4 separate regions of the Mus musculus genome follow, and all the other regions are linked to region 1. A link is a contact called in public HiCAR-type and promoter capture Hi-C data. All regions are on one chromosome and are shown on one strand. Each heading gives the region's core, a stretch centred on a gene start, on an enhancer-like site or on the middle of the called end of the contact. The rest is flanking DNA. Distances are from core to core; before and after follow the strand shown.

Evidence for each region. Promoter capture Hi-C pulls out the DNA fragments that hold promoters and counts their contacts. HiCAR-type assays count read pairs that join an accessible place to other places.
Region 2: a contact with region 1 is called in a promoter capture Hi-C map of pre-B cells, with 4 times the contacts expected there. The contact joins the enhancer-like site here to the promoter of Acadl in region 1. A contact is called at or near these places in 19 of 39 promoter capture datasets (the 3T3-L1 cell line, 3T3-L1-derived adipocytes, the C10 cell line and 11 more) and 5 of 115 datasets of contacts at active chromatin or transcription factors (astrocytes, embryonic forebrain, large pre-B cells and 2 more).
Region 3: a HiCAR-type map of astrocytes shows a contact between it and region 1, with 2.3 times the contacts expected there. The contact joins the enhancer-like site here to the promoter of Acadl in region 1. A contact is called at or near these places in 8 of 39 promoter capture datasets (3T3-L1-derived adipocytes, the C10 cell line, the HPC-7 cell line and 4 more), 4 of 484 Hi-C or Micro-C datasets (embryonic stem cells, gonadal supporting cells and pre-B cells) and 6 of 115 datasets of contacts at active chromatin or transcription factors (astrocytes, embryonic hindbrain, large pre-B cells and 2 more).
Region 4: a contact with region 1 is called in a promoter capture Hi-C map of pre-B cells, with 3 times the contacts expected there. The contact joins the enhancer-like site here to the promoter of Acadl in region 1. A contact is called at or near these places in 4 of 39 promoter capture datasets (the C10 cell line, frontonasal cranial neural crest and pre-B cells) and 1 of 115 datasets of contacts at active chromatin or transcription factors (large pre-B cells).

Annotation. Positions count from the first base shown.
Region 1 is chr1:66,860,561-66,867,901 of GRCm38.p6, forward strand. Acadl (acyl-Coenzyme A dehydrogenase, long-chain) reads right to left here and starts at 2,749. Exons shown (of 11, transcript NM_007381.4): 1 at 2,613-2,749. The coding sequence starts at 2,689. Gm25832 (a small nucleolar RNA gene) reads left to right here and starts at 6,237; the gene lies at 6,237-6,366.
Region 2 is chr1:66,097,339-66,104,679 of GRCm38.p6, forward strand. No RefSeq gene overlaps it. Among named protein-coding and RNA genes, the nearest start is that of Gm51629, 130 kb to the right of the region's middle. Within about 2 kb of position 4,268, at least 7 of the 459 cell types and tissues checked have an H3K27ac peak or open chromatin away from gene starts, as enhancers often do.
Region 3 is chr1:66,184,548-66,191,888 of GRCm38.p6, forward strand. It overlaps a transcript of Map2 not described here. Among named protein-coding and RNA genes, the nearest start is that of Gm51629, 42 kb to the right of the region's middle. Within about 2 kb of position 2,699, at least 44 of the 459 cell types and tissues checked have an H3K27ac peak or open chromatin away from gene starts, as enhancers often do. A contact at or near this core is called in astrocytes and second pharyngeal arch cranial neural crest, where this site is marked.
Region 4 is chr1:66,276,263-66,283,603 of GRCm38.p6, forward strand. It overlaps a transcript of Map2 not described here. Among named protein-coding and RNA genes, the nearest start is that of Gm24729, 26 kb to the right of the region's middle. Within about 2 kb of position 3,504, at least 44 of the 459 cell types and tissues checked have an H3K27ac peak or open chromatin away from gene starts, as enhancers often do. A contact at or near this core is called in pre-B cells, where this site is marked.

The sequences.
Region 1 (7,341 bases), core at 1,499-3,998:
CCAAAGAATGAAACAAAGGACAACACCAGAAGATGGAAAGACCTCCTGGTCTCAGCTCAGAAGAATTAGTATTAGGGCAATGGCCATCCTGTCAAAAGCAATCTACAAATTCAACGCAGGCCCAACAAAAAATCTTGGGCTATTTTTCAAAGAAGTTGGAAAAAAAAGATTTTAAAATTTATATGGAGGCACAAAACACCAAGGATGGCTAAAGCAACCCTGAACAAAAGAATACTGCTGGAGGTATCATCACCCTGCGTGTGAGCTACATTACCAAGCCATTGTAATAGAAACAGCATAGTAAGGGCAACAGAACGCAAACACACACACACACACACACACACACACACACACACACACACGCACACGCACACGCACACGCACAAACCAATGGAACAAGGGACACAAATATAGATGCTGGCATCTCTAACTCCCTAATCTCTGATAAAGATGGCAAAAGTATATACTGAGGGAAAGACAGATGAATGGAGGATGAAAATATGGTACTATATTGGGTTCTTTTCTGTTGGTGTGATAATATTCCATAGCCATGGAAGAAAGGGTTTGCTTGGGCTTACAGCTACAGAGGGATAAGGGTCTACTACCATTGGGGCCAGAAGGCATGACAATAAACAGAGGGCTCAGGCAAGAAGCCGAGAGCTCACATCTTGAACCACAAACACTAGGAAGAGAAAGCAACTGGGAAGAGGAACAGGCCAAATCCTAGTGATTACTTCCTACAGTGAGGTCACACCGGTCACCAGAGACACCAAACTGCTATCCAAGCTTTAAAGGTCAGAGAAAACCAGGCACAAGACCTGCAGGTGGTTTCTCAGATCACAACAAAGTTTATTTTATCCCTAATAACTGAGATGACTGCTTTCAATTTATTGCTATGAGGTAAGCATTTTAAAGTATATATTTGTCCTCCGTGTAAAAGCAACGCTGAGATTAGAATACCAGGCTTCTGAGATTCAGGTGGAATTGTTTATCACTATAAAGTAGAGAACTTGTGTGTAAATCTGTCTGGGTCTTAAAATGGTACACCCTATAATATGCTAAGAAAAAAAATGTAATATTTCTAACTACAGAAAAAAGAAATGCATAAATAAACACTTTCCTGCTATCATTTACTTGGCAGTTAAGTTTGGTGAAACATCAATTTTCAGTTTGGAGACACCTGTACTGAACAAATCAATAGCCTTCAGGCTAGTGTCCGTTGTTTTCTCTGTCTTTTAAGTCAGGGTCTCACTAAGCAGCTCCAAGGAAGCTTCAAATTCATCATGATCCCCTGGCCTCTGCCTCCAGTGTGTGTGGAGGGGGAATTACAGGCCTGGGCCACCGCTTTAAAGCCTCATTTACATAAAAAAAAGTCAGACTAAATGAAATGACCCATTGGCACACTCAGGCCCTGGCAGCTGGATGTAAACGTTCTTGGGCTCAGCCTAGGCCTCGCTCCATAAATGCTGACTCAGACTGCCTTTCAACTGGATCGTTGGCCATTATACTCATAACCCTTTAAGAAACCCGTGACGATAAAACTATAGCTCCTGGCTCACTGACCATTCTCCAATAATCCTCTGTAAGGCAGAGCTTCTTCCCACACTTGAATCAAAATAAGATCATTTGGGGGGTTCTCTAATTAAAAAAATACAGAAATATTATTAACATAAAAAGAAATAAGAAAAGCTAGAACAATAGGAACACACCCTTTCGCAGCATCCAGCAATGAGTCAGCTGGCCTGTCCTTTGCCACCGATGCAGGTGTCTCTGTTCATCTTCAGGGTGCTCTAATTTTAAGAGCGTCAGAACATCACTTCCTCCGGAGAATAGAAAAGCATTCCTATCTTAAAGTCCTCGGAACTTTCCCAAGTCTCCTCCGGATGGATAAGCTTTACCACAGCACTGTATTGTACTTCGCAACAATGTGCTAATTAGCTCATTTAAATGTCCTGCCACCATAATTAACAAAGCTTTACACTTCCAGTCTGCTTTATCCAAGGAATGGATTTTTAGACAGGTAAAACTTGATCTCAGTATAAACACCCCCAAAAGTCTCTAAAGCTCTTGGGAGCTGCCCATTAATCCCTCTACATTTAATTAGTTTAAGGATTTAGTAATAAGTGTACAACTAATTTATCAGATGGGGCCTACGCCTGGACGCCTGAGTCGGGATGATTGAAGTTGCTCTGGTCTTCCGGTCCCCGCCTCCGCACACCAAGTCCCAAGTTCACTGTCAGGTGGCAGTCCCCAGTCTCCGTTCCAACTGGGCTAAAGGTCGCACTACTCGGTGGCAGAGCGCCCAGGGGGTGATCGCTCCCGCTAAAGCTGGGACAACACTTTCAAAGTCAGTTCACGGGACACTGTAGGACGTGGGGCGGGGCCCAGGCCTGGAGCGAGCATTAGGGGTTGCCTTGCCTTTTGGGGCGCGGCGGACCGTGGTGGGGACACCCCGAGTTCTCCACGCCACAGCGGGCAGCCCCGGGTTCCGGAGAGAAGGCCCGGTCCCTTCCTCCGGCCGCGTCGCCCCGGCTTGACCGTAGCGCGTCACACCCCATCCCCAGAGCTCCGCCGCCCCGGCTGCCGGTACCCCAGGCTGTACCCGCACTCACCGGGCGGAGGGCAGCGGGCGTGGCGCCGAGCGGGCGCTCAGGACGCGCAGGGAGCGGAGGAGCAGGCGCGCAGCCATGGCGGGATGGACGGCGGCGGACGGGACTGGCGGGCTCCGCGGCGGGGGCAGGCGGACAGAGGGGCGGCCGGACGGCGGGACGGTGGGGCGGGCCTCGGGGACAGCCAACTGCGGGCCGCAGGGCGGTGCCGCCAGCTCGGGCGGGGTCTGCGCCAGGCTCTGCGCGACGCCCCGTGCGCCCTCCCCTCCCGGCTGCAGGGCTGAGCGAGGGTTCCCTGGAGAGTCGTCCCACCCCCGCACTGAAAGGTGCATGGAGTTAATTTTCTAACTTCGGAAAGCTCTCTGAATGTCGATAAATGTATGAGTACTCACTGTAAAGGATTGTGCTGATTTGGTTTGGGTTTTTTGTTTGTTTTGGTTTTGTTTTTTTCCTTGCAAACGTTTGTAGCTACTCTTTGAAAATAAATAAGTAAGTATATTTGATAACGGAATAACAATTGGTTCAATTCTCCAATAGTACTTGAACTCGCATATGGTTGTTTCCTTTTTTTGTTGTTGTTTTGGTTCAATTCAAGGACATGTATTATTTGGGTTTATGGATTTGATGATTTGTAATGGGAAATGCCTGACAGGTTTTGAACTCTAAAGAATGTGTACATTACATCGATTTCTAAGGAGGCAAGGGGGCCTTTCTAATAACAACAGTTACGGAATCTGAAATAGTGAAAGTGAAAGACATTTTGTGTTAGCAATCAACTACTGACAGCCCACTGAGTAGGACATACAGAAATGTTTCAAAGAAAAGCTTTAGGGTTTCACGGCACCAACAATCTGGAAAACATAGTCTTTTTTTATTTAAAAAAATAATTTTAGATTACATTTCATTCATGTGTGTCGTCTGTCTGTCGTGCACTCATGTGGAGTCCAGAAGTTCCTATCAGATGTCTTCATCAATTGCCCTCCAGGTTTCTCACTGAACCTGGAGTTTATAGATTTGGCTAGCCGGTTTGGTAGTGATCTACCTGTCTTTCTGCTTCCCTAGGGCTATGTTTACAAATGCTCAGAAGAGTCGTTTATTTTCTAGGAGTAACTTGATCTGGTTGGGGGTGGGGCTGTTTGTTTTGTCTTTTTTTTTTTTTCCCCGGGTTTCCTAGTGGCAGAATTAATGCAAATGGTGTGTGTCCTTGCTCTGTTGCATTCTTGCTAAGGCTAACTGGAGGCACGTTTGTTTAAGATCCTGTTCATCTGGTTTATCATGAAGTTATTGTTTCCTTTTATAAAATAAAAACAAACAAGTAGTGTGTGTGTGTGTGTGTGTGTGTGTGTGTGTGTGTGTGTGTGTACACTTATTCCTGGGGATCGGACTCAGGCCTTACACATACATATAAGAAACAAGCTTGTAAGTGTAGGATCAGCTGTATTCTAATGATATGAAAGGTTGAACAATAACCAGGATTTCACAAACCCCTTTGAGCCATATTTCTCTTGTAGGAGTATTACACATATTGCTTGAGAGTTCTACAGGCATGCCTTTTTAGAGGGTATGAGGCAGGGTTTCTTTGTATTGCGCAGACAACTGTCCCAAACTTCTGCACATTTAAACAATCCTCCTGCCTTAGTATCTGAGTAAGTAGGGCTTCTGACATTTGCCACGATGACGAAGGAAGGGCATGCTTTTAGTTATTGAAATGTCAATGGCAGCCTAAACTTGAGCATTAAAAGAAAATTAGGAAAAAGATGTGATGGGGAAATCAGGAAAGCTCTCCAGATGGAAGAAAGGAATCGATGGGCAAAGGAACCTGTCTAACTGGAAAGTTTATGTTGGAAAGTAGGAAATCCAGGCCAAGAGGGAGATAATCTCTGGGCAAGACCTTAGCAGAGAGTATAGTGCAAATTTATGTCTGCAACTTCCTGGATTTGAAGTTCTCAGTTTGGAGATTTAGTGGATCAGTTCTTGCAAAGGGCCAGGCTCACAGGTCTGCAGTGGTCACTGGCAGGCAATGATTGGCATTTTTAAATGAGTACTAAGTATCTAACCAGGTAGTTTACATTTGGTGTGATAGGAAGTGAAGAGTGCTTATGGTTGAGGAGGGCAAAAATACATATTCATTCGTTCTTTCATTCCATAAAGACTGAGTTTCTTCTAACCATAAACATTTGACCTTGTAGACAATAAAATACATGCTTTCAAAAGGGGCCATCGAACAGCTATGAAAATAGGAGTAGCAAGGGCTGGAGAGATGGCTCAGTGATTAAGAGCACTGACTGCTCTTCCAGAGGTTTGGGGTTCAATTTCTAGCATTCACATAGTGACTAACACCTTCTGTAATTCCACTTGGAAAGATTCTGAGGTCTTTCACAGGCACTAAACATACTACTAGTTACACAAACATACAGGCATATAATTACTATTTTTAATGAAAAGGAGAATATTACATCAAAGAGTGAGATGAAAGCAGAAAACTGATGGCCTAAAGAAAATGAGCTGAGCAGTAGTGACTCCGAGTTACTCTTTATTCACCTCATTTTAGGGCATAATGGAAAACACACAAGGAAAGAACATTCTAGACTGCGGCTGAAAAATCCCCCCTTAGAGTTTCTTAATCTCTCTGTGTCTTCGTTTCCTTATTTGTAACATGGGATATTAATAGCATCTACCTCATACCCTGGTTGTGAAGCTAAATCAAGACAAAATATGCAGAACATCCATTCCAAGGCACCGTAGGAGACCAGTACACAGTAATGTCATGACTCTGTCTCCTCACCCTAAATCTAAGTGGAGGACATGGTCTGCTCAGGAAACAAAAACCAAGAACCCTACCCTTCCTTTTATTCAGTTCCCATTCATTCATTCATCTGGGAAGTGTTTGCAGCAGCTGATCCTCCTACTCCATTTATTTTTTACTGGACAGGTTGGGTCATCCCTTGAATTGTTTCTAGACCCCAAGGAGGAAAACATGGGATATGAAACTCTCCTCTCCATTTCTTATTCTTGTTCTTGTTCACCTGAGAGAAAACTTGACAGCTAATGCCAACAGTTTTCAACAGTCTTCTTTAGCAACACTGTTTAGAAAAATCCTGGCCTCAATGACATTTAGCCCAGAGTTTAGAAACAACACAAGGGATTTTTGAAGTTGATGTTAAAGTAGGCTGAAGGACAAAAGAATTTCATTTGTCTATAGTCTAAAACCAAGCACTATTTCTGGCTTGATGTTCTGATCTGGTACAAACAACTGTTGACAATGTCAGAGCATTCGTCCCTCAAGGGGCATTGTAATTTCTAGGCCATAATACAGGGTTTAACCAAGTGCTTGGAATCTATAAAAGTCAGTTAGCTATGAAAATGAGTAAGACAGTATCACTATCTAACAGGTCACACAGTAAGATAGCAGGAAATCTCGGAATTACGAAGCCAATAAATGGGTTAAAGTTCAGAGGTTATCTGATTAAAAGAGAAGCAAGACAGGTACGAAGAGGCCAGGGCTCATCTGGAATCTCCTCTAGGTATGGAAACTGCTATAGCTCACCTGGGTTTTCTGTGGCCACATTAAATATAGGTTGGTTAGTACAGGCCAGGTACTGGGAGGCGTGAACTTAGTGGATCTAAGCTGCCCCTAGAGGCTTTGCTTTTGTGGCTGCTGTGTCACAAGTGTATCAGGAGGTGGCACAAAGGAGAGAGACTACGCTATACTCAGTGTTCTGACCTGTAAACGTCTGAATGATTAGTACCTAACACTCCCTGAAAAAAAAAAAAAAGCAACCCTGAGACAGCCACCACTCCAGCTCTACGCAGACCCAAATGAGCTTCTAGGGTGTGATCAAACCAGAGACGAGACAAGCCCTGCCTGGGCCTGTGAGTCCCAGATGACCACCAGACTGACACCATGGGACCCAGACAGAAAGCTAGCCTGAGATGACCACCAGTCTGCTGCTGCACAGTCCTTGGGGGTTGAGGTGTGTGTGGGGGGGGGCGGGGGCAGAACATGACCAAGATGATCCTGTAATGTATAGATGGGGCATAACACTCCTGAGAAAACTACTGAGATGACTCTAGACATTCAAAGACCCACTAAGAGGAACAAGTGGTGGAGAAATAAAAATAAAGAGAAACAAGAATGTAGGCACAAAGAGAGAACTGGAGATTCGGGGTAGTGAGGAACAGCCTGATATGAGTAGCAGGTGATCCCACCAAGGACCATGGTGGGGTCTTAGACTGTACTGCCATCAGGGGCCATGTCTGGGTCCTTGGCCCTGAAGCAATGTGGGTCTGTTACCACCTGTCTTAGTCAGGGTTTTACTGCTATGAACAGACACCATGACCAAGGCAAGTCTTATAAAAACAACATTTAATTGGGGCTGGCTTACAGGTTCAGAGGGTCAGTCCATTATCATCAAGGTGGGAACATGGCAGTATCCAGGCAGGCATGGTGCAGGCAGAGCTGAGAGTTCTATGTCTTCATCCAAAGGCTGCTAGTGGAAGACTGACTTCCAGGCAACTAGGGTGAGGATCTTATGCCCACACCCAAAGTGACACACCCATTCCAACCAGGTCACACCTATTCCAACAAGGTCACACATCCAGATGTTCAAGGATATACTAACCATCACACCACCCAAGGCCAGGCAGACATTCCTGGTTGGGGCTGCTGCCCAGGGACATGTTGATGCCTGAGGGCTGTGCAGAACTGGCCCCAACCCTCATCTGGGTATCA
Region 2 (7,341 bases), core at 3,018-5,517, 760 kb before region 1:
AAATAAACACTTGGGCATTAATTTCTCCCTTCCTTCCTCCATATTTGCTCTTCTCTTCCTCCATTTATGTAATTTTTTTACAATGATTAATGGTGAGGAAAGAGTAAGATATATGTCTGTCTTAGTCAGGGTTTCTATTCCTGCACAAACATCATGAGCAAAAAGCAAGTTGGGGAGGAAAGGGTTTATTCGGCTTACACTTCCATGCTGCTGTTCATCACCAAGGAAGTCAGCACTGGAACTCAAGCAGGTCAGGAAGCAGGAGCTGATGCAGAGGCCATGGAGGGATGTTCTTTTCTGGCTTGCTTCCCCTGGCTTGCTCAGCCTGCTTTCTTATAGAACCAAGACTATCAGCCCAGAGATGGTCCCACCCACAGGGGCCTTTCCCCCTTGATCATTAATTGAGAAAATGCCTTACAGTTGGATCTCATGGAGGCATTTCCTCAACTGAAGCTCCTTTCTCTATGATAACTCCAGCTGTGTCAAGTTGACAAAAAACTAGCCAGTACAATGTCTCAGCATGTTTGTGGAGGCCAGAAGACAAATTAAAGGGTCAGTTAGTTCTTTCTTCCAACCATGTTCCAAGGATCGAAATCCAGTTGTCAGGGTTTGCAGCTCAGCCATCTCACAGATGTCCTTCCTTCATCTCTTTTCCTTTTTGGTCTGTCATAATTTTCAAACTTAAAGGCTTTTAGGCTTCCAATGTTGGTGTAAATATGCATTTAAATTATTTGAAAACATTTCACCAAAACAAAAAACAAAACAAAAACCAATAAACAAAAACCCAAGCCAAAACCAAAACCAAAAAAAAAAAATCCAAATAAGCAAACAAAGCAAAATAACAACAAAAAACCAAGAGCCAGTTCTTGGATTTCAACAAATACCCTTGCTCTTTCTGTCTTCATAAGAGAGAATGCTTACAATACTAGGATTCGGTAAAGAGATACATTGGGCTGGGGATGTGATCAGTCATAAAGTGCTTGTTTACTTGTGCAAAGCCTTAGATTTAACCCCAGAAAGAAAGAAAGAAAGAAAGAAAGAAAGAAAGAAAGAAAGAAAGAAAGAAAGAAAGAAAGAAAGAAAGAAAGGAGGAAGAGAGAGAGAGAGAGAGAGGAAAGAAAGGAAGGAAGGAAGGAAGGAAGGAAGAAAGAAAGAAAGAAAGAAAGAAAGAAAGAAAGAAAGAAAGAAAGAAAGAAAGAAAGAAAGAAAGAAAGAAAAAAGATCTACTAACAAGTAGATTACTCTTGACTTCTTATCTTAAAATTTCTCTACAAGAATACAAAGACCCAGTTAAACCAACAGAATTTTTCACATGAATGGATAAAAATAAATACTTTATAAAATTATCTTTAAAAAGACAACAACATTCAGCTGTCAAGAGTAGTGGACCTTTACAAACATCCCACACAATGTGTGCTGGGAATTGCTTGCAACACTAAGCACTGTTTGACTCTCTTATACATTGTATTGTTTATTATTATGGCCACAACCTTGGTGTGATGGTTTATACATGCTCTGCCCAGGAGTGGCACTATTAGTAGGTGTGGCCCTGTTGGATGTGTCACTGTGAGTGTCACCTAGCTACCTGGAGGTCAGTCTTCCACTAGCAGCCTTCAGATTACAATGTAGAACTCTCAACTCTGTGTGCACCATGCCTGCCTAGATGCTGCCCTGCTCCCACCTTGATGATGATGGACTGAACCTCTAAATCTGTAAGCAAACCCCAATTAAATGTTGTATTTTGTAAGACTGACCTTGGTCATGGTGTCTTTTCACAGCAGTAAAACCCTAACTAAAACACCTGGGAACTACTTCCCTAATTTCCTTACCATGTATTTTCTTGAACTCCTGTACAAATAAGACATTGGTAGAGAATCCTGCAATCAGGAATTGAGATTCAGCAGGTATGAGTTGTGCAGCAAACACCTTGAATTCTCTCTCAGTATGACTGTCACAATGGCATCGCATCCCAAGGCAAATCACAGCCTCAGTTCTATAGAGCAGCATTGGCAGCTGTTTTTTGTCTCCGAGAGGTGTCATCATTGTCTGCCTCTGATCCACCACACAGGGCAACAAACATGAGTCCCACTCTCTCTGAGTCTCCGAAAATATACCTGCCTTCTCCATCACCATTTTCATTTATTTAACCTTCCCAAACACTGGGAAAAACAATACTATATCAAATCACTATCTGCTTGAAATGGTTAATTCCTATTTTTATGATTGAACCCGGGTTAATCCTGTATTTATCTCCTGATTGACTCTATGACCTCTAATAGATATAGCTGACGTTAATTATTATTTAGGCAGGTACCGATGACATGGAGCATTTATGAGCTAGTAGGACTACTGCACATAGTTAGAAAGATATGTTTTCCCTATAAATCTATTATATAACTAAATCAATCACTCCTCAGTCACACTTGAAAGCTTATGTTAAGTTGGAAAGGCAGTTCTCAGTGTAGACTAACATATGCTCCACAATTATTAGTATGCTTATTATCTGTCACTTAATGAAAATTTTCAACTTTTAATTTAAATAGTAATTTTTGATCACTAATTGTTTTCTTATAAATTATATATATCATTTTGCTGTAATAGTTTTTGAAATAATAGTTACAACCCATAACTCTGTGACAGGCTATGAGAAATAGCAAATAGGAACTCATCATATAGTGACATAGCACCATCTCATGGAATATCAGAGGAACTGTCAGGGAAGTGTGACAGTAATGCTGGCACTAAACATCTGAAAAGTTCTGCTATAATATCTAAATTCTACTTCTCAAATGTTCAAAACATACTTCTTTTTAAATTCAAACAAAAACAAATTTTTACACAGACCACTGAATCCACACCTATCCCTCTCTGATAAGGAAACAGGCCTTCTGAAATTAAATGGCTACGTACAGGAGCATACACAGTTCACTATACACAGGAACTTCAGGTTTTAACGAGAAGTTATGCATTTTGAAGATGTTAAAATAAATATTTCAACACTAATCTGTTTGGTCTTAAGAACCACCTGAGATCCTACCACTCAAAAGGATACAGAAGAGCTAAGCTTCCATGCCACTCTGGGCTGCAGGATGAGACCCTATCTATACTCTAGAACATACACTCACACATACATAAAGCATACATAATTACCTTATATGCACTATTTCTTTAACACTTCCTTCAGGAAATTTTAGATATTTTATCTTTTTCACTACAGACTGCTTTGTTAGACAACATGATGACACCGTATAATTTTGCATGAGTGAATGAATGCCACTAAGTCCAAGTAGGTTATTCTTTACTTTGTTCCTTTTTGGTATTTATTGGATCAGGTAGAAAAATTCAAGTTTTTTCTAAGTTCAGAAATGGAGAACGGAAAGATGATTCAGAATGCAGTAACAGATGGGGGGTGGGGGGGAGGCGGACCTTACTATGGGTCAGATTCTCGTATTACAGCCTTAAGATTGCTCAAATTCTGATATCTCTAGCCCTATCAAGATGAACAGATTTAAATGGGGAGAAAGATGCCCAGCACCCACAGCAATAGCAACAGACTCACCTGGTACAGTGGTGTGTAGCCAAGGTACATGTTCACAGGTCAATGTTAATCACACACAAGCTGTGCATTTTCTAAGGGTTTTGCTTTGCTTTGTTGCTGTTCTGCTAAAAAAAAAAATGCACCTAGTTTGCCATATCTTACTTAAATTTTAGGTAATTTGTAAATTTCTTAATTTCAAGTTGCCTTTACATAAACTTATAAAGCCACAATTATTAAAATAAAATGCTAGCTATTGGGAAAATATTAAATGACATGGGCATATAGCACCATCTAATGATAAATTCATTTATCTGTAGAGCAGTTTTATTTTATTTATAAGTAGTAAAGGAGAATCATAAGAAAGTGACATGATTCCACTTAGTAAGTAGATTACCTCAAGAAGTTTGAATTTCTAGCTTTGTTACTGATATGACCCCCCCTACTAGTTTGCCGTGTGATAAAAACAAGCCACATTGTAATAAATATTAGCAAGAGTTCTCCACATGATTCTGTTTTGGGCACACTAGCCAGAGCTACCTATTAGCTTCAAATCCACTCTTCTTGGGGGTATGTGCCATGCTGGAACTTAATGTAGTAAAGCCCCTTCCAGCAAGCTTCAGCAGCAGAGGGAGCCTGCACGTGAAGAAAGACCTCCCTCCTCCTGGTGTGTTCTTCCTCTTCTGGCTCCTACAGTGTTTACCTGGCAAGTGTGGCATCCAGGGAAGTTCACCCCTAGGGAGGTTTCACAATACAATGTGGAAACTTTCCCAGGAAGTTCTGCAGGTGGCACAGCAGCCTGGCAGCAAGGTCAACTGCACCTTCATAGGTAATTTTCAACAAGAACAAAAAATGTTCTTTACACACACACACATGCAAACAAACACGTGCACACACACACATAGGGTTGGGGTGGAGAACATAACAAGCTGTATTCTGTGCTAAGAAGCTTCAAGATACTATTAAAGAAACATTGTTCAAAATCTATTTGCTTACCACATTTAACTTAAATCAGAAATGATGACAACAAAAAGATTTCTAAAAAAAATTCAAAAATATTAAAATAATATCTCTAATACCCAGGTTTTAAAGAGAATCTTCAAGAGGAAAATTTAAGCATTGAAACAAATGAAAATGAAATCACAATGTAATTTTCTTCCTATTTACCTACAAGTATACCAGGAATAGTGGTGGCCTATTTGAGGAACCTGTTTAAATTCCCATGCTTCCATATTTCTGATTATGGAGGTAGATGGTTGAGAGAGTCTGACAGTTTTCAGTTTTAGTGAACATATGAAGAGTCAGCATTCATTCTGAAAACGCAATTTCGGCAAATTTTTGTAATATCACTGAAAGAGAGTTCTAATGAGAATGGAATCTTGAGTTATGAAATATCATGTGAAAAGTTGTGCTTGTCTGGATTTGTAGTTCCTACTTTTCCATCAAAATTTTAAGCCACGTGGTGCTGACAGCCTAGTGACACAATCAGTGTCCCATGAGCCCCATGGCTGTCAATAAAAAAGATGTCTGACATAAAGTCTGTGACATTTCTCCATTTAGAAGTAAGTCTCCAGGACTGAGGATGTAGCTCAGTGGTACAGCACTTGCCCAGCATATGTGACGTCCTAGACTTAATCCCCAGGCTTACAAATGGATGAATAATAAGTAAGTAAATAAATGTCCAAACATTGAAATAGTTTATTTTATGCTCCTTATTGAATTTGTTCAAACATACACTTTGTTATAAAAAAGAAAAATTATAATGTATATTTATCATTAGCTCCCTGTTAAATTTTAATTGCAGTACAAATAAGTAAATTTATGTAAAATGCATTATTCGCTAAAGAAGGCTTTCGTTTTCTCTAGTGGGACTGTCCAATTGGGAACAAAGACTGCAGTTTGGATCAGCTGTCTCTGTTATGTTTACTGTTTGCTTGGTTCCATCTCTGGGTTTTCCTTGCTTTGTCTAATACTATGAGGAGGCCTCAAGTGTAGCAAGTGCAAACTGAGAGTCAAGACAACTATAATAACATTCCTTACTATACCTGCATTGGCTTGAGTTATCTAAAAATTCATTAAGTAGCCTTAAAATGAATCAAATCAGATAAGAAGCAAGGTGCCATATGGTAGAGTTTTTGTACATTCTAGATTAAATTGTGAATTTTTTTTAAAAAAAAAATTATTTTCTCTGCCCCGCTTATTGATTTGTGCATGGACAGACTTCTTTCTACCATGGAAGCTGTGGATGCTTTGATGGTCAACATTATGTTTCATTTCATTGTTTCTCCTTTTGTCATTACTACTCAAGCATTATGGCGCTTATACTACTATTTAATAATTGCTTAATTTGGTCTGATTCCTATCTGAGACATCATGGAAATAATTGAGAAAACATTTTAAAGACATAAGTTACCATTAAGTGAGAAAAAAAAGGGGTAAACTTCAACAGAACACCCATCAAGCATTGCAGCATTTTGAAGATAAGATTAAAAATTATTTCACATCAAATAAATCAATCTTCTTCCTCCTCACCCGAAGAGCATTTACCTTCTAATAGTGCAGATTCATGGGGCTGCTTTGAAAGAAAAAGTAACTTAATTACGGCTCATTGCCTGACTGTGAAGTGTACAGCACTACTGAAGCTAAAGTTATGCAACTGCAGGCTTGTGGTTGTACAGAATTAGTTATGTAAAATACTATTAAAGTGGTGGATCTCGACAATTGAGATAAAATTGAATGTGAAACTTGCCAATTGAAGAAGGATGGTGGTGAGGAGGGTGGCAAAGTAGAATCAGAGATTTAAGACACTTTTTATCAGTATATGAATTCAAAGGTTCAGGGTTTGAAATCACAGAGGTGATCAGCTCAAGATTTGAGTAGCAAAGATTGGCAAGTTGAAATAAAAACAAATTTAGGATTTGCATATCAAAACAATGTGAGATGTACATCTTTGAGGGCTGTCAGATCAACAACAACAACAAACCTACAATATGTTTTGGCTTGGTTTAATAAATTAAATTTTATTATTATTATTATTATCATTATCATTATTATTATTATTATTAATTCCAGTACAGAACAAATTCAGGCAGGGAATGGTTTCATAAACCTGGTAGTCACCTTTCTATTTTTTATACATGGTACATTCAATGAGATTAATTTTAAGAGAAGACTTAAGTATAGCCTTCCTTCATACTACCAACATTTTTACACACCAGTACTTTCCTTGTTATCACATAAAACATTTAATTGATCAAGCACTACTATTGAATTAGGAGAATTATACTCTAATGTGTTTTCTATAAACAAAAAGGACAAAGTTGCATTCCTTGTTCAGTTTTCAAAACCAATGCTCAGAGATGTCCAATCACATGTTCAAAGTCAGGAGCTCCTGAATGAGGAAGGTAGGGCTGCATTCTCGTTCTTTCACTTATAGGATGCTCTCCCGTAAGCGTCATGGCCTCGCCAATACATCATAAGGAAAATATTACTTCTGACATTTCAACCTGTCTCTACAATCCATTTTCAAAGGATAAAACCATTTTGACTGAACCATGTTATTATAATGACATATGCCTATAAAACAAAATGTTCTGTAAGAACAAGAATAACAACAAAAACAAAAACCATAAGGAAACCATGAACAGCAAACCAAAGACTGAGAGATCTGTAGCCCTCATTACCCTACCTCCACCTATCGATCTATCTATCCAGTGCAAACATAGAAAGATGGATATAGCAAGATATTTGAACCTTAGTTCCACCATCATGCCAAAGGGAGTGACAATGCCTTGTGCAGAGACTAA
Region 3 (7,341 bases), core at 1,449-3,948, 680 kb before region 1:
TACCTATTTTGTGTTTTACAAAGGACTAAAATGGGAGCAGTGGTATGTGAATGTATGATTATTTTCAAAGACATACACACACATGTCCACATACATGCACACATGTACGTGTGTACACATAGTTTCTTATATTTGAGATCAACTGTTAATTAGTCAGTTGGATTTTTTATTTAATTTAAAAACATGCTACAAAGTTCCACATGAGAAGTTTAGTATTCAGTTTATATGAAAAGTAAGAAGCATTTTTTAAAGGAAAGCAAAGCACAGCATGTGAATTTAAAAGTACACTGGTTCTCAACATCTATAGCCCTCTGTGTGTAATTTAACCAGTGGCAGATTATACACGCACGCGCGTGCACACACACACACATACATATATATGTATATATTAAGATTTATTTATTTATTTTATGTATATGAGTACACTGTAGCTGTTGTCTTCAGACACACCAGAAGAGGGCATCAGATCCCATTACAGATGGTTGTGAGCCACCATGTGGTTGCTGGGAATTGAACTCTGAAGAGATGTCAGTGCTCTTAACTGCTGAGCCATATCTCCAGCCCCCGATTAAAAATATTTTTAAAAAAGTCCTGAACATAATACAGGTTTCCCCATGTCATTCTCCGGAAAGTACAACGTAAAAAAATATGTATACAGCATTTGCATGGTCTTCAGTGTTGGAAATAATCTAGAAATGATTTCATGTGTGTGGGGGGGAAATGTATCATATGTGTTTGACAAACTTTACAACAGTGGGATCTGGACTCCATTGCTGTAAGCAGAAAACTGTAAGATATAGTTGTCCCCATATCTGGCAGAGACTGGTTCCAAGGATGAAGCTAAAGTTTGTGCTCAGAGGCAAAGTGTTGATGGAGCTCGTCTCAATTAAAACAACTTGTTATTTGAACTTATCTCTTGAAAGCTTTTTCCTGGACAGTGCACTTGACATTCCCTTAAATAGCAGGAGTGAGGATGGAAGGGACTTCAGAAATTTTGCTGCACAGAAAACATAAGTACTAAAGCTACTAGAAGACCATTCAGTCTCTAGTGAAACAACGCTGCCACTCTGACTTGGCTATGACTGTTTAAATGATGGGGACATTACAACTCAAGCTGAGGTTGGCTTCATTCATAAAGTGTATGCAGAGTGTCCCAGTATAGGATGGTGTGGTTGTGGGTGAAACATTGTAACTCAGGCTGAAGTTGGCTTCCTTCATAAAGTGTGTACAGAGTGTCCCAGAGTAGGGTTTGTTACTCATTTGTTCATTTTTCCTTTTGAGTGGGAATACATTAAATGTGTGTGGTTGGTTGCTTCAAAAACTTTGTACAGTCCTCTACATTCTGATTTCAGACTCTTGTGGATTTTACAGGGACCATCATGGGAATTTATAAGAGCCTATAGCTCTTTATTTTTTTTAATACAAATCATTAAAATGAGTAACCTGTTTTGAAATACAATCTTCACCTCGACCTTCCTAATATATTTGTATTGTAAACAGCACTGCTGCATTTTGTAACCATGAGAACTTACTGCCTTTAAAAAAGGATTGTGTACTTACATGCCTGGAAATATTATGTCCGTAATATTTTAAATTGTTCAGACTAGGCCAGGGATACAGTTCAATTGGTAAAGTGCTTGCAGGAAGCCCCGAGTTAGAGTTCCAGCGTGGCATCAACAGCTCGTGGTAGAGCAGATGAAAACAGGAGGATCAGAGGATCAAGTCAACTTTTACAACAGAGCAGGTTGAGGCTACATGAGACCCTGTTAAAAAAATGAATCACTTAAATTGAGAAGCAAAAAATCGTATATTCCTAAAGCAATTCTTTTGTGCCCTAAAGGGGCATCGGCTGTCAAGATTTTACTAACTATATATGAATCTAAAGGTATTCGACAGAGAAAGATGGATCAGTAAGCCAGCTGAGGCAGGCAGCCAATGAGTGACTTTCCTAAGGTAGTTAATTTGGAACTAGGTATGAGACTGTGTAATTTGTGCCCAGACTCACTGTTTTTAAGGGGTGCCATAGAAGACACATGCCACTCTGGCTCTGTGTCCCCAGACCTACTTATGTTTCTGTTTTCTGAGCTAAGGGTGGAGTAAGGTGGCAGTTGTACCTGCCCAGTCTTGTGACTCAGTTGACTGTCAAATGGATATAAAAGTGGGAGGGACTCGGAATTTTAGGGCCATTCCAACTAGATGTGTGCCAGCTTCTCCTGTGAAAGCTCAGAGACTAAATCTGATCCAGGAAACAGTTAGAGGCTCCTGCCCCAGGGCCATTCCTGTGGCTTGGATCTCAGGATAGAAGCTTAGACTCTGGGGAGGAATGCCCAGACTCAGGGGACCTGGATAGCCAAGGAGTTTAAATCACCTTGAACTATCTTCACCGAGGTCTTCAGGTTCACTGGGGTTGTGTTTAAACTTGGTCCTATGTACAAAGAGAGTCCAACCAAAATAGCCAGGTTGAACTTTTTTTCTGATATGCAGCACCATAAATGTGTTTTCTCAAAAATAGTTTTTGTGCTTCCCCGGCCTTGGCATTTTTAGTTAAAGGAAGTGAAGGAGAAAGCCTGTAGGCCGCTGTCTGTGTCTAATTCCCACTCACCGTCCCACTCCTGCGTGCCTTCCTGTTTCTCTGCCTACAGTGCTTCATCCTTCTTGTGTTTTTGCTTCTTCTAAGGAAATAGCAAATTAAATGGGAATTAGGCGTTGCCATGGTTACTGTGTTCAGTAGCACTACACCTGCACCCACGCTGCTTAGGCATTGTGGAGTCTTCAGTTGACAAATATTTGAAAGGCATGAAGTGCATCTTGGAGGAAAGAAATTAAGCAGAAAGAATGCTTAAATATTTAAAGAGAAACATGCTCTCTGCTGAAGACCGAAACGCTAGCCCTCTCTGGGGAGTGAAGGCATTCGAATGTCTATTACAGAGTACCGAGTAGGGTGTCCTGATCCTCTCGAGGAACATATTTGACCATCAGAGTGGGAGTGCCTGTTTTATCACTGAGAAGACAGGATAGTATTCCTTACAGGATTTTACGTGTACACAGATGGCAAATTCTGAGCATGTTTTTCTCAGAAGTGTCTTTATTGGAAGCCATTTACAGGGGAACCATCTTAACTGTTGCAAGCAGGCAAAGCTGAGAGAGAAAGTGAAACTTATTCTCTGCCCTTCCACTCAGATTCAATTTGATAGTCTGAGGCTAAAACTTTATCTTTAAACAGTTAAGATTGTGTACATTTCAGTAAATGAGATACTTATATGAAGAGGAAGGCTCACTCACTCTTCCTTTGCCACTTGACTGAAAAGCTGGTGTGGCCTCAATAGTTCTTACCTCACATGCAATTATTCATCAGTGTACTCATTTACTAAATGAGGGCTTCAGATCCTAAAGGTAGAGCAGGGACTTTTCTGAGTGTGAAGAATTTCAGGAGAAGCCATTCAAATTCCTGCCCTCAAAGAGGCAATGTTTTATCAGGAAGACACAAAGTTAGCAAATAAAACAAAAATGAATGCCCAGAGACAAATATATATACATATATACATATACATATATATATATATATATATATATATATATATATATATAAACATATATGTGTGTGTGTGTGTGTGTGTGTGCGCGCGTGTCAAGAGCTTGGTTTCAGTGGGATGCACTGCCTTTGTTTGCAAGATTAATAAATACCAAGCTATGGAAGTGGGTGAGTGTTCAAACACAGGGAGTAACATCAACACAGGCAGAAGCCTGGCATAGCTGAGAACCATACAGAAGAAAAATAATAGGAGTCTGATGAACCTGGTACCTAATGAAACAGCAAAGTGAAGCAGAAGGCAGATGCCAAACCTCCTGAGTAGCCTAGACCACAGCTTGACTTGTATTTAACTTGCAGCAATCACGTTTTTGAGGTTGTAAAAGAAGATTATTTTTGAAAATCTTTCACAGCGTTCAGAGATTTAATTATACCTTCTAAATCCCTGTAGCAAGATTTGTATCTTATTCACTAATATGTTAAATCACAAGAGAGGAATAAAATTTCAAAACTCAGAAACCAATGGTGAAGATTGGAGTAGTCACTTATCTAACATAATATTTTAAATGAATACAATATACATTACATTCTTTTTCTGTTAGAGAATTATTTGCAGACCTAACTTAACCTAGTTAGAGCCTTTTTCTATAACCCCACTAAGTTCTTCAAAGGCCTTTAAAGGGAGCAGATCAATTCCATATTGGAGAGGAATAGATAAAAACCAATTCCATTCTCAACATAAAGTTCATTGTTGAGTGCCCTTCGATAGCACCTTTGGTTGTAAACAGTCATGTGCCAAGGAAGAAGCTACAGGGCACAGAAGTCTGCAAGTAACTGGGAAATACAGTTGGCTTAAAGGTGGTGGCAAAAATGTCCTGACAACCCAGATGAGCGAGCTTCATCCATGATGACCTTGGATCATCTCTGCAATTAATAGTCATTGTACGTTTTATACACACACAACCCCACCCCCCACACAAACACACACACACACACACACACACACACACACACACACATACTCCTTACACTAAAGCATCTGGTATACTTTTTGGTTATTTGCACTCTTGATGCAATGCTCTTTTGAATGTAACATTAAACAAATGTACTAGATACTTGGTTCTTACACTTTTGCCATAACTTGAAGCTGTTTTATTTCTCCCAGTGTATCCTTATTAGGAGATAAACTATTTTATCAATTTTCCTTTGTATAATTATATGTACCAAATCATTTTCAAAACACAGATAAAACTTTGAGCGATGGCCATAGGCATGGTCAGATCCGATTTGAAACAGACATGGCATTGCCCAGGGACATGAGACTGTGCCCATAGTGCCGCAGAAAAATGTACAAAGTAAGTCAGATATGAGAAGGAAAGGCTTAAAAGTATGATTAGTCATAATGAAAAGATGATGCCACTGTATCTTATCAAAGAAAATTCAATTTCAGTTAAATCGGTGTATTTTTTTTTACTTTTGACAATGAAATATAAAACTACTCTTCATTTTTCATTGATCTTCTATCCTGGACTTCCATTATTTTAAATCTTACTTTGGGAAATAAAATACTTCAGTGTGAAGCCATTATTTACATTCATCAGGATCTCTTAGCTGCAGTTATTCAAATGTCGGCATAGTAATAACAAATGGACAAATGATTCAGCTGCATATTAAATTTTGAATAGCATTCTTAGAATCTCACTCATCAATGGGCTGTTCAGTTGAGCTATTTATTGAGCAATCAGTAAACATCAAATAGAAACATTATGGAGAAGGACTGGCCAAGGAACTTAGGATGACACAAGAAAATAATGAACTTCCATTATACAGTTGTGTTTGTGTCAGAGAATACTAAACGCACAAAGCATTCCCCTGTTGATACTAATAATATAGAAAGAAAGATGAGTGTTAAGAATATGACTGCCCTCTGAAAGACCCAACAAGCAGCTGAAAGAGTCAGATGCAGTTATTTGCACCCAACCAATGGACAGAAGCAGCCGACACCTGTTGATGAATTAGGGAAGGCTGAAAGAAGCTGAGGAGAAGGGCAGTTCTGTAGGAGGATCAGCAGTCTTAATTAATCTGGACTCCCCAGATCTCTCCAACTCTGGACCACCAACCAGGTAGCATACACCAGCTGATATGAGGCCCCCAACACACATACAGTAGAGGACTGCCAGGTCTGTGATCATTCAACAGATTGGAGGCCCCACGGAGTTTAGAGGTCAGGTGGGGTGGGGGTTGGGGACATCCACATGGAGATGGGGTGAGGTGGGGAGGAGGTGTGAGATGTGGAGCAGTTGGGGGTGGATGGGGAGGGGCAGGGAATGGAAATATGGAGTGGGAAAATTGACAAATAAAGTTAAATTTAAAAAGAATATTCAAAATGATGATATAAAGTAAGAAGTATGAAAATTCAGACATGAAATTCATCACCACGTGCATGAGTGAAAGGCTTCAGAAGGGAAGTAGCTTGTGGCCTGAGACCCAAAGCAGCTAGACTTGGGAAAGAAACCAGCTAGGACAATATTGAAAGCAAAGGGGCTCAGATAACAGTGAGCAAAGCACACTAGATCTAATGTTGTTTTGGGGCAGGGAGCCAAGGCTGTGAGCTCTGTAGAGCCTTACAGAGTGACTAAGAAGCTTTGATTTTCATGACAAAGTCATCAGAGTTGGTGACCCAGAGAATGAGATGAAGAGTGTGGTGCCATGATATATTGGAATCAGCAAGAGAAACAGTGGCATATCTAGAATTTCTATAGCAGTGATTCTCAACCTTCCTAATGCTGTGCCCCTTTCATAATATTATTTTCTTTGCTACATCATAACTGCAATTTTGCTACTGTCATGAATTATAATATAAATATTTTTGAAGATAGAGGTTTACCAAAGGGTTTGTGACCCTCGGTTTAAAAGCCACTGTTCTATTATTATGTGATGTAGAGAAATAAACCCATTGAGAGTGGGGGATTAAGAGCTTTAGACAGGTTAGACATTTCCACAAGTAATTTTAACAAGCTCAAATGAAAGAGTACAGTTGTGAGATGCTGGCAGAGATGGAGAAAGATATATCTGGAGAAGTCACTGATTTGGAGCCAGGTGGACATAAAGTCACTGAATAATATAGGCCCTTATTGAAGTTATATGATCTCTAAAAATCAGAAGCTATAAAAACAAATCAAAGATCGAAAAGGACTATGATTCATTTTTTTCCTGATTTATAAGTTTTACCTTGTACTTTTAAAGAGTAACTTTCTTTTTAATTGTCTCATTGGAATTAATAGTGAGGTTATTTGATACTTCTAGAAACGAGTCAACTGTGAGACAAAGGCATGCTTCCCATGACCATTACCTGAAAGATCATGGTGTCAATTACTAGTGACTTGATGATGATTCTTAGACATAAGTAATGAAGGGATCAAGGAGTGTGCCAAGGTAGATGATAAAATTCATCTTTAAAGTTTAGAGAGAATAGGAAAAAATAATGTAATGAAAGAAAAAGATAAATTACAGCATGCCTGCTATTCTACCTTCTTAGCATCTATATATGAGGTTGGCTGGCTTTTTCCATTCTTATGGCTTAGAGTCAAAGAGAAATATAAAGTATAATAAGTCATATTTTTAACATAGTGAAACTTAGACAACATGTTGAGTGATTGCTGTAGGCATGGTCAGAAGTGATTAGAATAAAAAACATCATTGTCCATGGTCAGCTACAGACTTGTGCCATAATACTGTACCAAAATATACAAAGTAAGATATTAGAAGGAAAGGTTTAAACGCATTTAAGTCACAAGGAAATGGTAATGTCA
Region 4 (7,341 bases), core at 2,254-4,753, 580 kb before region 1:
TCTTCTGCACCTGAGATTCTCTCTTCCATCTCTTGTATTCTGTTGCTGATGCTGGCATCTATGGTTCCAGATTTCTTTCCTAGGGTTTCTATCTCCAGCGTCGCCTCACTTTGGGTTTTCTTTATTGTGTCTACTTCCCTTTTTAGGTCTAGTATGGTTTTGTTCATTTCCATCACCTGTTTGGATGTGTTTTCCTGTTTTTCTATAAGGACTTCTACCTGTTTGGTTGTGTTTTCCTGTTTTTCTTTAAGGACTTGTAACTCTTTAGCAGTGTTTTCCTGTTTTTCTTTAAGGACTTGTAACTCTTTAGCAGTGTTCTCCTGTATTTCTTTAAGTGAGTTGTTGAATTCCTTCTTTATGTCCTCTACCATCATCATGAGATATGCTTTTAAATCCAGGTCTACCTTTTCAGGTGTGTTAGGGTGTCCTGGATTGGGCGAAGTGGGCGTTCTGGGTTCTGATGATGGTGAGTGGTCCTGGCTTCTGTTAGTAGGATTCTTACGTTTACCTTTCGCCATCTGGCAATCTCTGGAGTTAGTTGTTATAGTTGTCTTTGTTAAAAGATTGTTCCTCTGTTGATTTTGTTACCCTCTATCAGCAGGCGTGGGAGACAAGCTCTCTTCTCTGAGTTTCAGTGGTCAGAGCAGTCTCTGTAGGCAAGCTCTCCTCTCTCAGGGAAGGTGTACAGTTATCTGGTGTTTGGACCTCCTCCTGGCTGAAGGTGAAGGCCCAAAACAGGATCTTTCCCAAAAGCTGTGTTGCTTTGGCCAGGAAGGTGGCCAGTTGTCTGGAGTCGAAGATGTCGCAGCCTCAGAAGCTCTGTGGCTCTTGCCGGGAAGGTGGCTGGTTGTCTGGAGCTGAGGATGGTGCCGCCCCAGAATCTCTGCGACTCTCTCGCCCGTCCCAGAAACGGCTGGCACTCTGTATTCCACACGGTCACCCGTGCAGCCTGCCCTCCGCGGAGTCCCGGAGCCAAGAAGGCTCCCGCCGGCGCCTGTGCCACAAACCTCTCAGGCCAGGCAGACCCCCGTGCTCTCACCAGGAAGGTGGCCGGCTGTCTGGAGCTGAAGATGGCGCCGCCCAGAAGCTCTGCGACTCTCTCGCCCGTCCCAGAAACAGCTGGCACTCTGTATTCCACACGGTCACCCGTGCAGCCTGCCCTCCGCGGAGTCCCGGAGCCAAGAAGGCTCCCGCCGGCGCCTGTGCCACAAACCTCTCAGGCCAGGCAGACCCCCGTGCTCTCACCAGGAAGGTGGCCGGCTGTCTGGAGCTGAAGATGGCGCCGCCCAGAAGCTCTGCGACTCTCTCGCCCGTCCCGGAAACAGCTGGCACTCTGTATTCCACACGGTCACCCGTGCAGCCTGCCCTCCGCGGAGTCCCGGAGCCAAGAAGGCTCCCGCCGGCGCCTGTGCCATAAACCTCTCAGGCCAGGCAGACCCCGTGCTCTCACCAGGAAGGTGGCCGGCTGTCTGGAGCTCGCTGTAACTCTTGATGTGGCTGCTTTGGGGTGGTACATGGCACTCCAGTGCCTTTAGTGCCTCTCTCTCATTCCACTTATTCCTTTCTAGCCACCCTCTGAAACACTGCTGCCTGCTCTAATGAATGGTGGAGGCTGGAATACATAGATGGCAAGTATACTTACCTGGCCTCTGGCCAACATGGGGAGCTTCATACACACTGATGGCCCTGTCAGGTTCAGCAGTCAAACTGTAATCTATACCTTTAAGGATCATGATACATGAGAAGAAATCCCTTGATAGGGCATGAGAAAAATCTTCAGACCTTCATATTACCTTTTGGCATTTTATACATTTATTTTTCCCTTGCCAGGTGGTCTGGATGTCCTAGATTTCCAGATTTTTCTTCTACAGTCTTGGTGTGAGATGCTTACTGTTGTTTATATATCAAGCGTAACTTATAAAAATTCTATTTGGACAAGCTATGACTAACTATGGTTGTACATAAAAAGGGTGCTCACAGAAATGAGTCTCTCCAGACTGAGCCTCCAACTCCTTCCTTCCTTACAAATGCAAAGGCCCACTGCTTGCCTCGTCGTGCCTGGTCTACTTCGATTCTACCTTTACTAAATATTTAAAATTTACCTTGGGTTCACCTTTTTAATACAGGAAGCCATTTATGCATCAAAAGCTATGCATTGTGGTATGTGTCAATGTTGTTTCACAGGTTATTTTTGTAGTCTAGAAAGGTTGCCATGGAAACCTTGAGGAGGCATTTCAGATGTTCAGTGATTCATAAAGGGCCTCACTTCTGAAGTTCTAATTTATCTCTATTAATTAATTTTAATAAAATTTATATAAGATTTTAGGAACATGAATTTTCTACAGGCATAAGCAGCCATAATCTTTTTCATAAATAAGATAGTATGTTTTATCTGAAAACAGTAAGAAGGTAGTCAAGGTGAGAATTTTTAAAAATTAAGTAATATAATTCACAGGGTGCACATATAAACAGTATGGACCTATTGACTTGGGTTCAAATACTGCTTTTCAGTTTTATATAGTATTAATTACTATATTAATAGTCTGAAAATTTGATATTTTGGGGGAAAAGATAGTGTTATCTTTGGTAAAGTTGTCATGGCATAATCACATAGACTCAATTCCCAATACTTTTATCCCAGCTAGCTAAAGTGTTACTAGCCTATGGGAAGACACCCTTAGCCAAATATCTATTAGCAATTGTCAGATGCTGAGACAATGAGGGACCATTTTTTCTAAGAATGTTGCCTCTGGTGGTCAACCATGCTTATGTGTGGGAAAGCCATGCATCCAAGATGTGAGGAGTGGTACAAATTTGCTTCAATGAGAGAAATAAATGGACACAAAGTTGGGTTGGTTGAGAATGGGGGGAATGTGGAAAGTTTTGAGAGAAAATAATAAATATGATTATTTATATATACATATATATTCCCAAAAATTAGTAAAACTATTTAAAAAGAGAAATTTCATCAGATACAAATTGTATTTTTTCTTTCCCAAAATGTATTCATATGAAATTCTGTATGCACAAGACTGTATAGATAACTTTGTTCAAGCTTTCAGTTTCTGCATTACTTTGAGGTTTCTTTTTCATTTCTTTCCATTACAAAAGTCTGTGGGGAGACAAAAACCTTGGTAGAGGAACCAATTAGTTCCATTTCCTGCAGTATTTCTTTTCTTGTGGCTACTGGATTTCAGCCAGTTCTATTTTTGCATTTACTTTCCACCAATGCATTCAGTTATATTTTTTCTAGATAGATAGTTTTTTGTTTTTCATTTTGTCAAAATGGGATTCTTATGGCATGCCACGAGTCGAATGTTTTCAAAGCTTAAAAATCCATACTGAGGAGAGACATTTTTATATCATCTAACATACCTTAGGCTTTAAAAACCAGCTTGGTAATCCTGAAAATCTTTTTCACCAACAGTAGATTAGGGATGCCCGAAGAGTTTTCTCCTGAGTCTGTGCTTTGGGGGAGAACAGTTAGCCTTGTGCAGCTGTGGTTTAAAAGAGGAAACTGGGTGTCTGGGAAGTGATCTCCTGAAAATGCAGAAACTGAAAGATGAAATGGGAGCATACATAGCAGATTTCACTAAGCAAGCACGTGCAAATTCAGAAGCAACTGGGAACTCTCACTCACAGAGTCCACATCTGAACACACAGCAGGTATGGGAGTGCAGCTGAGGGTTTTTTCCAGGCCTTTGATTGTTGGTTGGTTTTTCTTTTTCTTTTTCTTTTCCTTTTTTCTTTTTCTTTTTTCTTTTTTTTGGTGTATAAGTTGCTATGCACTTAGATAATGTACATTTCCCTTACAGGATATAAGGGTTTAAAAAACAAACAGATTCTCTCTGGGAGCAAGTTATTCTTTCCTACCTTCACTTTGTCCACTGTATATTGAAAACAAAAAACAAACAAACAAAAAAACCAAAAAACCCAAAGCCTTCGAATGCATTGGATTTGCCATGTAACTTGTTTGTGCCAGATCCTTACAGTTCTGTTCTCTATTATCCTGGAAGTGAAAGACGGAGTTGTCGCTACAGTAAAAAATGTAATGTTCACTAAAATCAAACAGCAACCCTCCCTCTGGTGGTGAGTGGTGTGGTAGAAGAGCTTCTCTTCAGATCTGGGAAACACAATGTGCTCCATCCTCAGCCTGCCCTGAACTGCATAGATGGTAAAGATGTGGTTGACTAAAGCCAATGGCCTGCCAAGCCAATGCATGCTTCCTATTCTCTCTCTCGGATCCACCTCACAAGGAGCCTTCAGATACATGGCTGTAGCATCTGTTTCCCATGAATTCCACTCATCCATCAGCAGTCCTTTCTACTAGCTCTGCTGTAGGAGATAAGAAGTTGCTAACATTGGAAGTAGGATTAGTCTCTGCTTAGTTGCTTAGTCATGGCAACTCTTACATCTGATACCTGGCAGCCAGCCTCCCTCCTGTATAAACAAAGAACCCTTCGTCCTCTACCTGTTAGAGCCAATGTTTTCCCTCGGAGAAACTATGCATTATTGATGTACTTGCTTTGGTTTTTTTGTGTAATTATTTTTGATTCATTTACCTAGCACACTCATGATATCAGAAATGTTCTTCTTTGATCCCTAGTGAGTCACTAACACCTAGCTCAGCTTATGACACATGCTAAGTACTCTCTTAGTCAGGGTTTCTATTGCTGTGATGAAACACTCTGACCAAGGCAACTTGGGAGGAAAGGTTTCTCTCAGTTGGCATTTTCAGGAGACAATCTGTCACTGAAAGAAGTCAAGGCTGGAAATCAAACAGGTCCAGTACCTGACTGAAAGCAGGAGCTGATGCAGAGGCCATGAAAGAGTGCTGCTTACTGGACGGCTGCTCATAGCATCCTCAGCCTGCTTTCTTAGAGGGCCCAGGACCACTAGTCCAGGGATGACGCTACCCATAATGGGCTGGATTCTTTTATACATACCTCTACTTAAGAAAATGCGCCACAGGCTTCCCCCAACCCTGATCCTTTGGAAGTATTTTCTTACTTGAGGGTCCCTCCTCTTAGATGACATTAGCTTCTGTCAAGGTGACATAAAACTATCCAGCACAGTGCTAATGAATATTAATTCAATGAATAAATTCAGTTACTAAGCTCATTCACTGATTGGCTGTGTCCTTTGTGTTAATCTTCCTTCTTGAACACACATGAACTTAGCCTCTTCTTTTCTCTTTTTTAATTCTCACACGTTTTCTTTCTTGTGTTACTTTCCTTCATGACAATAAGGGCAAGGGAGGTGGATGAAGAAATTTATGCTTCCAGAGCTTTCTTGATGCCTAATACTACACCATGTGTGGCCATGTTGTCATAGGGGTGAAAGCTGTATTCTGATTTTAGCATCCTTTTGTTCTTCCTTGATGTACTACAGTGATTTTTCCCACTGTGTTCCCTCCATCACCACCAGCAACATCATCTAAAAGATTGGAAAAGCAAGTTCTGAGCCTTACTCAGGTCTACTGATTCAGAAGTATGTGGCTGCAGCCCTGTGACATAGTTGCTTAAGATTCTCCATGTGGTACAGATGCTGAAATAGGAGAGTCAGGAGTAGGGCAGGATTGACTACCACACTTGATTTTTCACTTTGCAATTTCTCTAAATTTGTTTTTTCAAGCAAACTCTACAGACTTACTTTGTGAGGTTCACTAAGTCAAGTAACAGTAACGTACTACTGAATTGATGACATGATGGACATAATAGCATAGTCTCCCCAAATTCAGAAGACACCATTTCCAAAAGAATAGGATGCATTTCTTATAACTAGTTATTTTGAATAACTGTCCTTTCTTTTTCCCTTGCCTTCTCTTCCTTTATCTTCTCTTTTTTTCTTCTTCCCTTCTCTCTCTTTTTTACTTTCAGATCTCTTCTCCTAAATCCATAGATGATGTATATGTAACCTCAAGCCCAGAAACCATAGTAGGTGACCCACTACTTGTTATTTTACTATAACTATATTGTTATTATAATAACAAGTATCTATTAGTGATAAAAGAGAACAAACACTCCATAATTCTACAGAAACAAAAATTATAGTATTCTTCAGTATTTCAGTTTTTTTTTTTCAATTAGGGAGAATGGTACCTAACCACAAAGCCTCTAAAATAATATTAACTGAAGCCAATACAAGCTTCACATAGTATTCTACATTTTTTAAAAAATTTAATTATTTTATTTATTTACATTCTGGTCATGGACCCCTTCCCGGTCCTCCCTCCCACAGTTCCTCTTCCCATTCCTCCTCCCCCTCGCCTCTGAGAGGGTACTCCTTCTGACCAGGCTTTCCCCTTCCCTGAGGCCTCAAGTCACTAGAGGAGTGATTAATCTCATCTTTTTCCACTGAGGCCAGAACAGGCAGACCTCTGCTATATATGTGTCAGGGGGCTTGGACAGGCCCGTGTGTGTTCCTGGTTGATGGGGTGGGGAGAGTGACCTCACAGTGTTCTATCTTAATCAAGAGACTAGTAAACCATCTGTATTTCCACTCCACCAGTTTCAACCTCTAACTTTGCCTTTCTGTCCAACACAGCTGCTCAGTTCTATATTTTATACATTCTAGAAAACAGGAGGGAGATATTAGAGGGGAAAAGATGCACCTTCCTCATTTAAATCATTCAGCAGTGTTTCCTACTAACAAAATGTCTCATTTCATATACTACTGCTATGGAGATGAATATGTTGTCGTTATGAATAAATGTATCCAATTAACTATAGAGGATTATTTTGCTTAATAAAAAGGCAGTAGAAATAGTGAAGGGTAATTTGTAGCCGCAGACACACAAGAATTAGCTCCACTGGCTTTGATAATCAGAGGAGAAAGTGTAAATTGGTAGAGTTGCACTGAATGCTCGATATTCAGTTATGTGATTATGGGACAAATATAGACAGGAAATTAAATATCTCTTGAAAATTGTGCAACTGGAGAGCTTAATCTTATCTACCACTTATGAGGCTGAGTAATTTTCTCAGCATGAATTAAATCATAAATCCTAGAAATTCGTATTTGTAAGACAACAAACATTTAGGAAATTTCATGCACCATGGTAAGAGCTTGCTTTATATTGTCATTTTTCCTTATAGATGTCCAACAACATAAGTACTTGCCATTTCATCACTGAATAATCTGAGATTCAGAAAAAATCAGTTTCTCCAAGTCACCTAGATAATAAAAATGCAATTCAGCTACAGCCATGTCTGTAAGAGTCACCTCATTTCCTATATGGTTCAGCCCCCAGAAGCCCCTCCACTTCCTGAACTTAGCATTTAATTTGCATTGATCCTTTATATTACACAAAGGACATGCAATGGCTGATTGAGTGTTCTA